2 separate regions of the Gasterosteus aculeatus genome follow, and region 2 is linked to region 1. Evidence: chromatin contacts called from public Hi-C data. All regions are on one chromosome and are shown on one strand. The core of a region is the stretch at or near the end of the contact, and the rest is flanking DNA. Distances in the headings are between cores, read along the strand shown.

Region 1 (5,174 bases), core at 1,716-4,215:
CTATCTTCCTTTCAACAGGTGCAGCTGATGCAATTTACCGAGAGAGTTTTTTCAAGCTGCGGCTCTTGTCACCTCTGGACCCTTTAAGAACGAATGACCTAGTGGAATATACAAACAAGCACAGAAAAAAAAGAGATTTGAATTTATTTACCATGACCAAAGGTCAAAAGTGAAAAGGATTACTCCTCCGTCTCTTTCCACATTTATTACACCCTCGGTGGCTGAATTCCTACTCGCGCCATAGAGCCAAACCTCGGCCCAGAACTCAGTGTTTCATCAGATGTATGTAACTCACCTCCGGGATTGCAGCTGCAGACGTTGGCGAGCAGCCGGGCCCGCTGAGGGAGGCGATGTCTCATTTGACCCCTCTGAGGTTACTGATGGAAAAGTGCTCAGAAATGAAAGATGCGCGGTAGCAGGATTTGCAGTCTGCGTCTTGGGGCCAGCTGCCTGGGGCCCACACACCTTCTCTACCTAAGAAAGAGACGGTTGTTTTTCAGAAGCATGCTGCGTGATCAGATCAGGTCAAGTGCCCCTTTCAACACCATCCACCAGTGGGTATTGTTACACGTTTTACAAGACACTTGGCGCTTCTTTTTTCAGTGGGTTCAGTCAGGTTTGCATAACCAAAAGGCAGAAACTGGACTTCTCTGTTTGGTTTCTTGGTAGTTTTCACTAACAGTTGCCGCATATGGTTTTAGGGTTTTATACATGACCCAGGTTTTGGGCAGTCTGCCTTTCATAGCTGGTATTGACTTAAATATGCTACATATAATATACAGCCTGAATGTCATCCTAACATCAACATCGTTTTTCACACACTGTGAAACAACTCTGATTGTTTTCTTGTTTGGGTTTGCAGTTCTATTAGATCAGTTCTGCATCCCAAACTACATACAAAGAATTAGGAAATATACCTGCAGTAAGTTGACCTCTAAATGTAATACAGTTGAGCACAACACTTTATCGTGTCATATCTTGTCATTTTGAAAATTCTTAAAATTCCTGTTTCAATAATCATTTAACTTTAAACGCTGCACATAGAGATTGTTGAAGCGTTAGGGGGTTGGCCTTTAGTGATGTGTCCAATGAATAAGAAGCTTCATTATATATTCAATTAAGTGGTATTTTTGTGTAAGCCTCAATTAGCTGTGTGATTATGCTTGTGTATGTTTGTTTACCTCTGAGGAATCTACTCCACTAAGTCCACAATGTTCTCTTAAAGTTGGATGGTTACTCTATTTCCTCCTCCAACAGTCTGTGCATGCATGCATGTGTTTGTGTGTTGTCTGTTTGTCCAGAGATTAGCCACAGAAACTTTCTCATCACTCGCAACCCGGCTGCATTCTGGGTATTGGTTGTCCCGCCAACAACAGTCTTTGTCTGGCACTGGATCTGTATTCACACGCACACATAGACACACACATACTGAGGGGAACCCCAGATTCTCTGAAGAATGAGTCTGTTTTTAGCCCATCTAGGTACAAGGCCTTTGTGAGGAGATCCAACTGCCGGGCTGGAAGAAAAGCCACGGCCTTCCTCACTCTGTGTCCAAAATTCAAATGACTTTATCATTTGGGACAAACGAGCAGAGATGGTTCAGCAATCTTTTACTGATCCCTTTTAGCTAATTACTTACTAAACCTTTTCCCATAGACTGGCATCAATATCCAGAAGCACAAATCTATTTTACAATTGTAAATATAAGGCATATAAGCAAAATACACTTGTCAAGCATTCCCCTCCATCCCATCATCCCCTCTACTTACTGTGGCTGTAATGCGAGGCCCATGCAACTGTGCGTGCAGTATAGCATCGTTCACTTGGTTACGGACCGCTAACAGAGCTAACTCCAGGCTGTTGTGGTTGCTGCTGGTTGCTAAAGTAGCGGCTAACCGTTGGAGCAACACCACCAAACTACCCCAGGGGGCCCCAAGCTCTGATACAGCGACCTAGCAAAGAGAGGATGGAAACAGTGAAGAGAGGGTAAGAGGTGACACATCACATTGAGAGATCAACTTTGAGTTTGTTTCAGTACAGTAAACGCAAGAGACCACATTCCCCATGAACTTAGCTGTCTTCCATCACAGAGAGGCTGTGTAACTTGGCTGTATGCATGTTTCATTCCTTCACTGAAAAGGATGAGGATAAAGGGGGGTAATCTATCAGCACACCTCCTTCTCCAAGACACTCTCAAGAGGTATGAACAGTGGCATCTTCTCCCTCTATTGTGGGCGGTGTTGAAGCTGTCCAGTTCATTTCCTAGCAGCCCAATAAGATGCAGAGAAGATTGTGCCAGTTTTCTCTTGGTAATGCTCTTGTTGCTTATCCAAAACCCAGAATTATTTATTGATTACGAAATGAGTCAAGCTTCACAAATGTGAGCTTTTGCGAGGCAAAACAATATATATATATATATATATATATATATATATATATATATATATATATACCCAAAGGGCTCCCACGCATCTAAAAACGTATCAGCTGCAATACACAAGACACATAATCTGAAAAGAATAACATCACATAAACATTTTGCTAACCTCGTGTTTCTAAAGGTAGAATGATGGTATTGTGCATTATGATTGAAAGGGACCATAATTAATTTTATCTTTACACCCGTGTGTGAAACCACACCTTGTCATTTTCATAGATAAAGTTAAAGATGTATTTACATTTTTACAATTGAGAAGTGCTGACATGGGCGTATTTCTCACCATTGAACAAAGCCAGGATAACCGTTTTATCCTACCTCGAGTCTTCACGCTGAGCTAATTGTCTTCTGCCACTGGCCACTGAACTTTCTCTCAGCTTTCTCATCCAGACACAGAGCAAAAATGCAAATATTCAAACCCTCACCAGACACCCCCTCATAACGTTGACACATAGTCCAGTACAGGGCCGTAACGTCGTCATCCCCCTGCAGTGGGAGCAGTACTGCATCCTCACTAAGCCTCGGCCACACTCTCTGGACATCGTCGCCTTCTCGGCCGCGTTCACGACCTCTCCTGCCAGCGCGAGCAGCCGGCTCAGTGCTCGACCCACGGCAAGGGCCCGGGACAAGCTCCTGACCAGCAGACGGGGATGGGGTCCGAAGGGGCTGACGTCCTGCCGCGTCATCCGCAGGCAGTCGTCGTGATTGGCCGAGGGGGAGGAATAGGGCTTCGGTGGCATGCGGCCTATCCCGGGATTGAGTAGGCGGCGGTACACCAACGGGAAAAGATTGTTGTAGAACTGCCGCACAGTGTTGTCCAGTGTGGAATTAGAGCTCCCAGAAACGTGACGTTTGATGTCGCTGAACAGCTGAAACACAAGGGGGCGACAGTCTGACGCAAGAGCAGAGTAAGCGCTGTCAAACAGAGTGCTGGTCAGGTTAGAGGTGAAGGACACGAGCGACTCAAAGGTCTCTGCAACAAGAGAGAAGAGAGACAGAAAGCGAGTGAGACCAGGATACAAGTTATTGTGCCATAATAATTAGTGAAAAGCATCCATGACGATTAGTTAAGAATGTAACTAAAAGGAATATTAGCATAATCCTTATTTTTTTACCAGAGTGAACAAATTGTCTACTGACCCTTTTTGGGTGATGTGCAATTTAACTCAACTCTAGCGAAAGTTGACAAATGTATTCGAATGATGATAACCTTGGGGAAAAAAAGTCATCAAATGCATTGATTCATCATGAATTTTTGTTTAATGGCAATGCATCAAAAGGCTGGATTGCAAAAATGTCAATATGGATCACAATGGCGACTGACCATTATTGCTGTGAGAACCAGGCTACTTGTTTGGCTAAAGAAATATTATGAGCAACAGCGGTCTACATTTACATTTGAAGCTACAGCTCAATAATCTCTGTTTTGTTTCTCATTTTTGGAAGATTTAAAAGCGATGAAAAGGTGAGAGGATTCGGCATCCTGTCAGATGATTGAAAATGTCAACCCCTCACTAAGATCAACAGCTCCTGATAATTGTGTAATTCTCTTACACAATTTGCTTTGGGCATTCCAATGTATACATATATCAAATAAACCCAAAAATGACCATTAGCATAACACAGTAACCAACAAATATTTGTAATATGAGTTGTCAAGTATGTAGATCTTTGAATAAACATTTACTCACACACTAATATGTATAAAAACATGCCAGCGAGTCAAATACACTGTACCGTATGCACAACGTAAATATATATATATGATTCCATTTTCAATTAAGAAAATGTTTGATATTACATTTGCATATCTGTGAAAGGTTTTCCCTCTTAAACTGTGACTGTCTCACTAACCTTCCTCTGACCTTATCCTGCTGCACGTGAGCCAAAATAGCCCACGACTTAATTCATCCCTGAGCTCGTTTTCGCTGCTGTAGTCAGGTGATTAGAGGCCCAATGTCAGGATCAGCTGTGTTTAATAAAGAGGGCAGCGCTCCCAACGGAAGCTGCTGTGTGTGAGACACGCTGTGTGTGTCTATGTTTGAAGCTTCCCAAGTGAAAAGGGGGACGTCAACCTGATGGCATCCCGACACACACACACACATAACTTTTACTGAGACATTCAGTCATCTTTTTAATGACTTGTTTGTCAGTGCGCGTGTGTGTGTGTGTGTGTGTGTGTGTGTGTGTGTGTGTGTGTCTTTACAACCTCATATTTCACTGTCACAGCTGCAGCCGCCTTGCTCGCCAATTTATTTTGGGATTCATCAACTACTGCAACTCACTAATTTACCTGATAAGAAATACCGCTGTCCATGTGCAGCATGGTACGTTTAAATTGTTGTACGTTCCAAAAAGATTTCACCCAGAAAGATCGGCTGACAGGACGTTAGCTGTGGTCGGGAGATGAATCAGTGGACCACTGCAGAGTGAGAATTTCTCACTTTTATGGGTTTGCATACCCATGTCCTGGCAATAGCAACACAAATACAGACGGCATCGAGTCACACAGCAGAGACTATTTTGGGGTCATGTGATTAGCTCTGTGATTGGGTGACAGCTGTGATGTGTTGAAGAGGGCACGAGGGACTCGCAGTGCCACGAGGAACACATGCAAGCATGCCGACACATGGTCACACACACACACACACACACGGTAAAGTAATCCTTAGAGTGTAAATAGAGCCTGAATACAAGCGCTCGGGGCATCGTCTTAGTGTCTCTAGCGGGTTTTAAT
Region 2 (5,174 bases), core at 1,322-3,821, 61 kb before region 1:
ACCAAACATCGATTATTTTGGCCATTCAAGAAGATAATTTGCAGATACTTGATAAAGGAATCCAATTGGCTTCTGGCAGAAAAAAAAAAAAAAAAAAACTCTAAAAGTTTACAGAAAAGAGTTCACAGAGCAGATGTAATAGTGTCAGCAGTGGGTTGTTTTTACACCAACAGACTCCGATCAGCTTATGAATCAGTTCATTAAGCACCTACTTACCATGAAAAGGCCACGCGACCACAAAACAACCCGCCACCCACACCTATTTGTCTCTCTTATCCATTTTAACCTCCCACCTCTCTCTCTCTGCCCCCCCCCCCCCCCCACACACACACAGTTCCGTGCAATCAAAATAGTCCTGCTCATTTACATGTCTCATAATGTGAAGGGTCTCACTACGGAGGCTGTCATTACGCGCACCATTAGAACACAGCAGTACACTAATCTAGCGCTTCCGTGAGGCATCGGCAGCAGGGACGAGAGGGACAGGAGAAGACGCGGTAGAAGACAGGGAGTCTCCGTCTCTCTGGCGTTGATGCTTTAAACTGGCTTTGATCATACATGACCAGCGCCTGGGCGATCGATCCGGCTGGTATTGCACAAGAAAGCAGGTCGTGGTTCCCCGCCGTTTCCTCAGGTAAATGCTTCCAGCAGGTTACGAGTTCAGTCAAACTCCAGAGGACACACAATTACACGCGGTGATTGAGCGGACTAAACGGAGCGGCCTGTCTCGTCCCGGACCGTCCGTTTGGCTTTGACAAAACAGTGAATGAAACAAACATCTTGAGGAGGAGCGGCGGCAGCGGCGGTGCGAGCAGTGGGCGCTAAGTGGGAAGGAGTAGCAGGAAGAAGAGCTGGGGAGGATGTTGGAGGATACAGCTGCTGCAGCAGCAGGTAGGTGTGAGAAAGAGCAGCGGGTGGAGCAGGAAGTGACGCCTGGGCAGGAGCAACAACAGAAGATAATTGCAGATTGAGGAAAACCAGGAGGTGATGTTTGGGGGAGAGAAAGATCATTAGTAAGAGGTCATGCGTGACCAAAAAGGAGGAGCCAGTTGGAGAGGTGCCGTGCCAAAACGTTCATGTTTATTGGATGACAGTAAGCTCCAATGAGGGATTATCTAAAAGGACAACTAGTAGGCGATGTTCAGAGAGGAGCAGTGATTCTTGGGGAGGAACAGTAGGACCACCAGTAGGAGATGCTTGGAGAGGAGCAACAGGAGACAATGCGAGTATGATGTTTGTGGAGCAGTATGAGAAAGAGAAGGCCAGACTGTAGAGTGGCTGGAAGCCGACTGGGTTATTCCTCAGAAAGAGGAAGGAGCTCGAGAAGAACGCTTGGTACGCTTGGTAAGGAGAAGCAGGAGGCGCAGCAAGGCGAGCGCGAGTAACATTTGAGGATTGGAGAGAGAGAGGAGCGCTGCCAGTGGGTAAAGCGCGCAGAGAAGCAGCAGTAGGACATACGAGAGGAGAGGAGCAGCGGGCGATGGATGCTCGTGGAGGAGCAGGAGGAGCACGACCCTTAGCTGCTGGTGCTTTGGGAGAAGGAGCAGGAGATCTTTTTTTTTTTTTTTTTTTTTTTTTAAAAGGTGCAAAGAATAAGGAGGGAGAAGGTTATGTCTGGAAACGAGTAGGAGGTGGTGTTGTGTGGGTGTAGGGGCTGGAGGAGGAGAAGCAGAGGTGGTGGCAGCAGCGGCCACAGCTACTACAGCTGGGAGCTATAATTATGATTCACTTTGTGCAGTTTGTGCACTTAGATTGTGTTAATAGCGCCTCTTCAGTGGGCTCTGGAGGGACGAATGCAAGAGGGTCTGGCGCTAAATGCCAAATATACGTCACATCATATACAAAGCACAACACGTCATTAGGCGCAATAAGTAGATCGGGGAACACCTGATAGCCTCCAACAATATAATAATAATAATGCAAAATATGCGATTGCAACAAGGTTTGCATGCATTTGGTGTCCCTAAAGATTATTAAGAGGACAATTGGATACATAGAATACACGTTTTTAGAAGAGCATGCGGGAGCTGTGACGCGGTGACAGCCTGTCGGTAACTTATTGTGTTTATTAATATTATTTTGACCTCCAATAGGCGATAGTTCCATTCCTTTAGCGTGCACAGCCAAAATGTAAATGAACCTCCCGACGAACAAGAAAACTTACAAGTGAATCCTACAGAACTGTGGCTCAGACTAAATATCGCAATATGTCTCAGTCGGGAAAGTTAAAGTCGATAACAATATAACTGATTGAACTGAATTGAACTCATTCAAGCTGTCACATTGCGCCGTCGGAACAGACACACGTCCCCCTCTTTGCGCACTTACCTTCCACTGCGCACACCGAAGTAATCACACAGAGCAGCACCGCAACCCGCACGGCCCGCATGGCCACCGGGGCTCCCCGGGTCTCCTCCCGCATCCGCCGGCTGGAGAGAAGAACAAAAAAAAATCCCACAGAAAAGACGCTGTATTCCTCTGGTTAACAGTCACATCTCAGCCCCCCGGTTGTGCGGGTGGGTGTGCGTGTATGCGTGGGCTTCGCCCGCAGAGTCGGCGGGTTTGGGGGGCGGGGGGGTCTCCAAAGCTCTGTCGCCTCGTGCACCTTCCTGTCCAATCAAGAGTCAGACTGGCGGATCGTAAACCAATCACCCGTTCCCTTCCACCTGACCTACGCTGAATGCCCAGTGGACAGCCCCCCTACCCCGCCCCCCAAAACCCCTCCAACCCCCCAGCGTTGGTTTGCGTGGCGGGACAGCGACACCCAGCGGTCACACTGCGGTACAGCGCTTCAACTGAGTGGGCGACCGGCACCGCGCCATGAAATATGTAATAAATATTAATAACCTGTTTTTATTGTGATTTATGATTAAAAACTGTATAACTAATAACAAAAACAGTCCGACAAACTTTTCAACTTCATAAAAAAGTAAAGTAAACTGATAAACCCCCCCAAAAAATGAAAGTGTTTTCTTGACCTTATATGGAACTGTTTATATGTACAGTACATTCTGAACATGCTGAACACTGGCTTTAGCTATTTAGGGCCAACTGTGTTTTAGCATTTACATGTCGGCCCTCATTGTTCTCCTTCGCACTGGACTCACAAGAGAAGTTTCAGTTTGCTGCAATCTGAAACCTCACCGCTGTCAACTTGAACCCTTTTTCCCTTCAGCTATTATAAATGACAAAATGAAAAATCATTTTAAAAGTTTTTAAAGACTTATTACGCTATTGTACTGGGATTGTGAGCTCTTATTTGAAAATAACCACAATTACCCCCAAAACAGAGTGTGGTGATGTACTTGACCTCTTAGTGAAGATACTTCATATTTCATCAGCATCAGCATCCCACCAAGCAGTGGGTGGCGGTAAAAGGTTAATTACTAAAAAAAAAAAATAATTCTCACAGGTGACATTAAATCCACGTTCTTTATGAATGTCATTATGAATATAACACTCAAACTCATTCAGCCACGGCTAATTCAGCTTTTACTGCCACACAAATTCACCGGCTTCTGACACACAAAAAAGATTAAAAAAACGGGTTCCATGAAGTGACGTGTATACATTTCAAATCACAGCATCTGTCTTGTGTTGGTGCTCTGAGGTGCAGGAGGGGAAAAGGTGGATGGTGCAACTACAAGCTAAAAGTTATACTAAGCCCCCCCCCCACCCCCCCGGTGGCTTTGGATCAATTCGCTCTTGAAGTTTCTGTCCAGTCTCGCGCCTCCTTCATCTCCTGCAGCTTGCTGTCTCTGGCCCTGTCTGTGGAGAGAAGCTGAGCCACACGGTAGTTCAGACCATCGCTGTGACGACGCAGGGCAGACGGCACCTTTCCCCGTCACCACACCATGCACCTCTACAACGATCTATTGGATGGATCTGTTGTTTTGCTTTTTTGGTTGGATGTCTGTGTGTGTAAGTGAGAGGGAATCGCTCCTTAGGCAAACAGTCAGAGGCATCTGAAATCGTTGGAGAACCTGGAAATCAATGCTAGGCCTGCCGGCTTCCACAGGAGCTGAACGATTTAAGTTTAAGCCGTCTCCAGAGTTGCCTTACTTTTCTTGAATGACGAATTCTGGCACCTTTGGTTCAGAGGTAACTCCCGACCAGGGGACTCTACGAGGCAAACGTAGACAGACACATTGGCTCTGTTGCTGAGCGTCGATACGCCTTCGTGTCTAGACAAGTCCAATAAACGGTGTAGTAGAAGGTTGCTGCCACATGTGTCTTTCCACATCTCAGTTCAGATTTTACTTTTACTTCCACATCCTTCACGATGGTGTCAGGAAAGACCAGCGATAAAGAAAATGGACGGAAGTTTTAATCAGGTATATAGAAATGAGGAAGACTTTTCCATCATTTAAGGACTTGCTGGGAAGTCTCGCTCCATTTACCTGCTGCTCTCCTGCAGTCTGTTGTATGCATCAGCAAAATAAATCATTCATTAACTCCAAATCCCCTGACTGCTGCAGGATTGTCATCCCCACACACAACACGTGGCCCCGTTTCCTCAGCGGGGCCACGAAAGGCTTGTCAGTGCCTGTTACCAAGAGTAATATGCTTATTTATAGCCGTAGTGCAGCTGGCAAATTGCGTTGTTTTTTTTAGAAAAAAAAACGGGATTGAATTGTGATTTATTGTTACACCTTCATAAAGTTAGGGAGCCGTGCAAGAGAACAGAGCTCAGAGTCCATGCAACTGGCTCTGTGAGGCTGTCCGCATGGTACTACGAGGCTAAGTGGAATCATTAGTGGTTTAATACGCTCACAACGACAAGGCTAACGTACAAAACGATGCCACGCAGTTTAGTTTACCTTTGGGTTACGTAAAGCTGAAGCTCGTGGGAATCTAATGCATTTTTTAGGTACTTGGCCTTGAACCAAAGTATTGCACACATGCAGATTGGTTCAAAGTTATTATCAATCCTGCTGGCAACATAAGTGTCCATCTGAAGGCTGTTGAGAATTTAAACCAAAAATGTCAACCTCATTGTGGTGCTGCAGAGGAAAAGCGTCATCATAAGGTTTCATTCATTCTGGGGAACACTGATGTTATGGAAATCCATCTAAAAGCTGCTGAGATATTTGAGTTGTGTCCAAATCGATGAATCTACTGACTAATGTACTTATTGTGTGGCAAGAAATGGTCCAGATGTAGGCAGCAAAGGC

Evidence for each region. A called contact is a pair of places that touch in the nucleus more often than the background predicts.
Region 2: a Hi-C map of skeletal muscle shows a contact between it and region 1, with 1.9 times the contacts expected there. The contact joins the promoter of LOC120823753 here to the enhancer-like site in region 1. A contact is called at or near these places in 4 of 6 Hi-C or Micro-C datasets (liver, skeletal muscle, tail fin and 1 more).

The regions. Positions count from the first base shown.
Region 1 is chr8:9,670,487-9,675,660 of fGasAcu3.hap1.1, reverse strand. LOC120823767 (glypican-5) reads right to left here. Exons shown (of 11, transcript XM_040184048.2): 3 at 2,863-3,410; 4 at 1,770-1,952; 5 at 296-474; 6 at 39-98. Among protein-coding and RNA genes, the nearest start is that of LOC120823767, 7.7 kb to the right of the region's middle. Within about 2 kb of position 2,965, at least 1 of the 9 cell types and tissues checked has open chromatin away from gene starts, as enhancers often do.
Region 2 is chr8:9,730,696-9,735,869 of fGasAcu3.hap1.1, reverse strand. LOC120823753 (ephrin type-B receptor 1) reads right to left here and starts at 2,571. Exons shown (of 20, transcript XM_040184019.2): 1 at 2,329-2,571. The coding sequence starts at 2,422.